Linked DNA regions of Mus musculus: region 1 is linked to region 2. Evidence: chromatin contacts called from public HiChIP or PLAC-seq data. All regions are on one chromosome and are shown on one strand. The core of a region is the stretch at or near the end of the contact, and the rest is flanking DNA. Distances in the headings are between cores, read along the strand shown.

What was found. HiChIP or PLAC-seq counts read pairs in DNA pulled down with a chosen protein or histone mark.
Region 1: a contact with region 2 is called in an H3K4me3 HiChIP or PLAC-seq map of embryonic basal ganglia, with 4 times the contacts expected there. The contact joins two enhancer-like sites. A contact is called at or near these places in 5 of 484 Hi-C or Micro-C datasets (the BV-2 cell line, LSK cells, bone marrow-derived macrophages and 2 more) and 13 of 115 datasets of contacts at active chromatin or transcription factors (cardiomyocytes, craniofacial prominence, embryonic basal ganglia and 10 more).

What each region holds. Positions count from the first base shown.
Region 1 is chr14:118,608,069-118,611,043 of GRCm38.p6, forward strand. The region is part of intron 13 of Abcc4 (ATP-binding cassette, sub-family C (CFTR/MRP), member 4); the gene reads right to left. Among named protein-coding and RNA genes, the nearest start is that of Mir6391, 17 kb to the left of the region's middle. Within about 2 kb of position 1,268, at least 17 of the 459 cell types and tissues checked have an H3K27ac peak or open chromatin away from gene starts, as enhancers often do. A contact at or near this core is called in embryonic basal ganglia, where this site is marked.
Region 2 is chr14:118,179,632-118,182,677 of GRCm38.p6, forward strand. It overlaps the pseudogene Gm4674. Among named protein-coding and RNA genes, the nearest start is that of 4933431J24Rik, 30 kb to the right of the region's middle. Within about 2 kb of position 1,375, at least 211 of the 459 cell types and tissues checked have an H3K27ac peak or open chromatin away from gene starts, as enhancers often do. A contact at or near this core is called in embryonic basal ganglia, where this site is marked.

The DNA.
Region 1 (2,975 bases), core at 18-2,517, 430 kb after region 2:
GGCTATGAGCATCTGCCAGACACAATCCTAGAAAGCCATAACGCTTCTTGGAGGTGCAGGAGAGAAAGTCAGGCACGCAGGCCACTCGCCTTCCTCCCGAGGCACAGTCATCAGGCTGAGAAGGAGCGACCTCATTCAAAATGCCATCATATGTGGAACGCTGGAGTGCTGGGTTACAGAGGCACCAGCAGTGGGGCAGACTGCAAAGAACAATGTCCCCCATTCTGGTACGACGAGCAACCACATCCTGATGGTGAGAGTGTACGAAAGACTGAAGCAGGGAAGGTAAGCCACTGCTGGATGCTGAAGCCCTTGTCCATGTATGTGTTCATACACTGAAGGCTAATCACCAGTGTGATGGTGTGAGGCCCTGGGGCCTTCATGGGAATCTGCCACCATGGACAGGGTCAGTGCTGTTCCTAAACCAAAGCGTGGACCACAGCTGTCGTTAGGGCAAAACAAGAAGACATCCAGCTATGAACATCAAATCTGCTAGCACTTCATCTCAGGCCGTGAGAAATACATGTTGTTTATAAGCACCCAGTTGCGGCGTTTTGTCATAGTAGCTCCTATAAACTACAAGGATGAAGGAGGGATTGGTAGTGTGGGAGATCTAACTGCGAAAACCCTGAGAAGATCATGGAAGAGGCAGCCATCTGTAATTCTGAGACTTTCCCCAATGCAGGATCCACAGCTACATCAGACTGGCATCAGTCGAGAGTCCCCAGCCTCCCGCTTCCTCTGTTTGCAACATATAGTTGTAAAACTTGAAAACCGTAATAACCTTGGACGTATATTCGTGATTGGAGTAAAATGTTAATGGCAAACAGAAGAGTGACTCATTCGCGTTTAACACAAACACACTTCACATTTCTAAGCCTCGACACGGCCGCCATCTTTCATAGCATATTGTTCGATCCAATTTTCTAACTCGTTGAGAACATTCTCCAGCTGCCGCTGAGTGATTTCCTAAATTGCATCTGTGCTCCCCGCTCCAAGTTTCCCCCCAAAGAACGTGGTTCTGATTAGCAAGCACCAATTTTAACAAGCTTGCTTCTACCAAGTGTCTATCCAAAGCCATTAAAACATTAAAGGTTTTAGGAGACCTTATGAACACTGTTCAAAAGGGAACTTGGGAGCACCCTTGTGATCTGCATACTGATACACAGCAATTAAAATGCGTTCCTCTCTCCTCCCTAGAGACTCTGGTACAGCATCCCAGCGAGAATTAGTCTCCAAGTGATGGGGAACTTGAATGGATCCACTCAAGGCTCACCCAAGGGACAAAGGGCTGATTCTGCCCAGAATCCATCAAGTCAGAAAAAGAGGGTCGGATGAGAGAGCTTCATTAAAGCCAACCACCAGCTGCTCTCACTTGCTGCATTCTGAAAGACTCAACACTACCGGGCATTCATTTTTATTTTTACTGTGGTGAAATATACACGCCATAAAAGTCGCTACTTTAAACATTTTAGGTGTCTCACGACAGCGTGAAGTGTAGTCACACTGCGGTCCAGCCACCACGATCACCACTTCCAGGATATTTTCATCACCACAACATCAGGCGGCATGCGTGGATCCCGTGTTGGTACGGAAGCAGTCGCTCTCCTCTGAACACCAAGCCTCAGAAGGCCCCGCTCAGTGGATGACCTTGGGTGCCAGTCCTCGAGTCCAGAGCCTGGGCACCTGTTATCTTGACTCTGCCTGAAATCTGTTCTGAACTGAACGCCATCCCTCAAATCCATGTACTAAAGTGCAACACCTAATGACGGACAGACAGAGCCTTTAGAGAGAATGGTAAGGGAGGCTCTGGGGTGCCTTCTCAATCGACCTGACTGGTGGCCTGTGAAGAGGAGATCTGAGGAAAGATGCCCAAGAAGGAAAATGTACAGATGTGCTGGGCCAGCAGTGTCCTCTCACCTCAGACTTCCACCCTCCCTGGCTCTTAGGGATGGAAGCTCTGCGGTGTGAGCCACACCGGCTGTTGCCTTTTATTTTGTCACATGGAGCTAAAGACCCCAGGACCTGCAGGTTGGCACTGGGGCTCTTAATCACGTGTGATGTGCATCTCCTCACAGGGGAACGCTGTGCTTGCTGCTCTTTTCTTTTTTGCCTTTTTTTTTTAATTAGATATTTTCTTTATTTACATTTCAAATGATATCCCGAAAGTCCCCCATACCCTCCCCCGCCCTGCTCCCCTACCCACCCACTCCCACTTCTTGGCCCTGGCGTTCCCCTGTACTGAGTCATATAAAGTTTGCAGGACCAAGGGGCCTCTCTTTCCACTGATGGCCGACTAGACCATCTTCTGCTACATATGCAGCTAGAGACACGAGCTCCGGGAGGTACTGGTTAGTTCATATTGTTGTTCCACCTATAGGGTTGCAGACCCCTTCAGCTCCTTTGGTGCTTTCTCTAGCTTTTCCATTGGGGGCCCTGTGTTCCATTTTATACTTCTATATTTGCCAGGCACTGGCATAGCCTCACACGAGACAGCTACATCAGGGTCCTTTCAGCAAAATCTTGCTGGCATACGCAATAGTGTCTGGGTTTGGTGGCTGATTTCTAGTGCCTTGCTTGTCCGTGCCTTTATAATTCTGTGTCTGCTGCTCCTTCTACCAGAAGGAGTGAAATCCCCTGGTCCCTGTCCCCACATGGCCCAGCCAACCGATGACCGTAAACTACTAAGGCCCTGTCCGTGGAGGTCCTATGCTAACTGCCACCGAAACCCATCTTCACATGCCAAGTTAAAGATTGTGAAGGAGGGGCTGGAGGGCCCACCCTCACACGCCAAGTAAAAGGTGGAGCCGCAGAGATGGCCAGTTGAAAGCACTTGTGGAGGAGCACACAGTTCAGGTCCCAGCACCTGTGTCGGGTGGCTCATAACCCTTTGGAACTCCAGCTGCGAGGGAATCCAGCGCCCTCTCTGGCCTCCTCCGGTACCTTCACACATGTGGCATTCACTCACCAGACAC
Region 2 (3,046 bases), core at 125-2,624:
TTATTTTTGTTAGTTTTAACATGGAAACTGTCTTCTTCTTGGGTACACCATGCATGTTGTAATTCACATTCGTCATCAGATTCGTGCACTGCGATCAATTTTATTTTATTCTCTAAAGGTGTGGGGCTTTGTGGGCATAAATGACTTTCAATGGTTGTGAAAGTTTCTCTTACCAAGCTTACAGTCCTGTGATACAGGTTTGAACTCTGTCTCTGACAGTTTCTCAGAAGTGTGTATTAGAGAGTAGGTCATGAGGCTAGCCTGAGAACTGGAGACGGACCACATTCCTGCCAGAAAGAATTCAGGTTTTAAGTGCAGAGCAAACATTACAGATTATGACTTCCATTTAGATTTTGTTACTTTCTGAATTATAAACGCCCTTCCCAAGAGCGACATCCCTCTGCCTGCTCTTCAGCTTCTGAGAAGTCATCTCCCAAATCTGCCATTTTTTCATGTTATCCAGTAAGCGGCTTCACGGGACAAAAAAAGTCACTGCTTGCTCTCAACCTGATGTCGCCCCCACCCCCACCCCACCCCACCCCACCCCAGGGTTCTGCTTTAAAGCGGGCGGGCGGGCTTTATTTCCTGCCCTTTGTCTTCTCAAAGCTCCTCCTTGACTCTGTATCACACTGCTGCTTTGGTGTTTCTGATTCTTGATCGCGCTCCACCACCGGCTCAAGCTTCCACTGAGTTTCAACAGCTGCGACATGTCTAAACTGCATTATCTTGCAACTGTTGGCTCCGGTGAGAACGAGAAAGGAGCCAAGTGACTAAAACAAAACATTTCACCGGGTTCCTATGGATACGCCCTGCCACCAGGAAGCGCGCGCTGGGCGGGGCTGACTCCTTCAGCCTCCGATGGCCTCTTCTGCGTGTTGCGTCCTTTGAGCATTCTGTAATGAGTGCCCGGGTAGAACCAGAGAATCTGATGACTGCAGTCACAGCATTAAAGGTGTGCCTTTTCGCCTATAAACCCACTCTTAAATAGGTTATTGTGTTTGAAGTGATTTACTACAATCGTTAAGAGACAAAATATGAATATTGAACAAGCGTTGTGCAAACCAAAGTGGGAAATGGTATACATTATGTAGCAGAGTAATCAGGAAATCACGAATATGCATCCCAATGAGGGTGAAGTCGCAGGGCAGATTGGAAAGACTTTCTTTATTGCAGGTTGAACCTGCGCAGAGCCCAGCACCGGTGATAATGGTGCTTGCGTTCCTTTGCATCTGATTTTTAGGGACCTCCGTGTCACTGTGGCTTCCTCTATGTGTTCAGGTTTTAGTTTTAATATATTTGCTTTGAGTTTGGCTTTGTCTTAGTGAGAAAACGCTGCAAGACACAAGTGTAAGCGTGCTGGATGCCCCTGAGTTACTGGTGGCTGGGGCGGAGCCAGGCAGGGAATAGGCTGTCCTGGAGGGAAGATCAGCTTCTACGTCACTTTAAAGGGAAATGCTTTTAAATCTCCATACACATGGTGGATTTTTTTTTTCTGGGTGTTTTCTATAGTTGGCCTTTTCTATGAGCTCTTCCTGCATAATTTTTTAAAATAAATTTTTGCCCATAATACATATGGGAAATATATGTCCTACTTAGTCACTAGCCGTTCAGTTCTGCATATAGAGGAGAAATGTAAAGTTTTTGTGTTGTCACCTATATGAGTATGTCTTTAGTGTTCTTCAGTACTATAATATTTCAATTATATGTATATTTTACTCACTAATTCCAGGATTTTGTGTTTTCTTTTTACAATTAATTATTTTTTTTAACTAAAAGAGCTGATGATTTTATTTTCACATTTCACATTTCACAATATAAGTGAAAACTGCACTTTTTTGTATTATTTCTCTCTCCAAAAATATTCAGTTAGGAAGGGAAGTTTCCTTTCCATGCATCTAGTAAACACTCAGGCTCAGCACCAAGAGCTCCTGGTGGAACAGAACAAGAAATACAAAACCATCAAGAGCGCTTCTGCTCTTATCTGTCTGGCCGGGTCATGCCAGGCCGGGTGGGCACCATCATAGGGCGGGCAGGAGGTCTTATCATGGGAGGCCCGGGCATCATGGGCATGTGGCCTCCCATGGGTGGTCTCATCCCAGGAGCTGGTCCCACGGTCATCATTCCGGGCGGAGGGGGGGCCCATCATTGACATCATGGGAGGGCCTCCCATGTGGGGCGCAGGCATCATGCCAGGCCGAGGAGGGCCCGGGAGACTGGGGGGAGGTGGGATCATGGCCCCTGCAGGCGGAGGAGCAGAGACCGGAGCGGAGGGATCTTCCCTTGTTGAAATGCAGCCGTTGTCTTGTCAGTCAGGCTCTGGGCCTGCTCTTCCATCCATTTCTGGTAATAGTCTTTCACATTCTCTTTGTGTTTCCGACCACTGCAGTGTGTCTTCCTCACAGATGGAGAATCGTGGGTAAGACACGTATCACAGTAGTCACAATAAAACTTGGGCATGATGCTCCACAAGCCGTTGGCTACCCCGGTCCCCGCCGCCAGGAACTCTACAATCAATTCTTAATCTAATTGTAATTTACTTCGATATGTAACGATAGTTATTATCCAGATGTGTTGGGATAACATGAAGAAAAAAAATTGGTGCCTAGAATAATTGAGAATCTCTTGGGTAGACTAGGTTCTTCATAGTGCTTAGAATTTTTATAGGTGATTCATGGTGTAAAGCCAGAGGGAAGGGCCTCTCTGTAGTCAGGAAGAATTGAACCTTTTCCCAAATTGTTCCAAGTTACCTTGCCTTGGAAGAGCATACCACATGAAAAAATAATGATAAGATGAAAGGAATAGGGGCAGGGTATAAACCTTATACATGCCAGCACTCTAATTCCAATTTTATGTGATCATATTCAGTAATATTCAAAAATGGGAAAATACATTCAAATCTTAACAATACCTTAAATAAATAAAATTTTAAAACTTCAAATTAAGTAAAAACTTAATAACACCTCTGGGTGATAGAATATTTTAAGTGTATTGGCTTTGTTTTGTTTTGTGGTTTTGGTTTTTCGAGACGGGGTTTCGCTGTGTAACT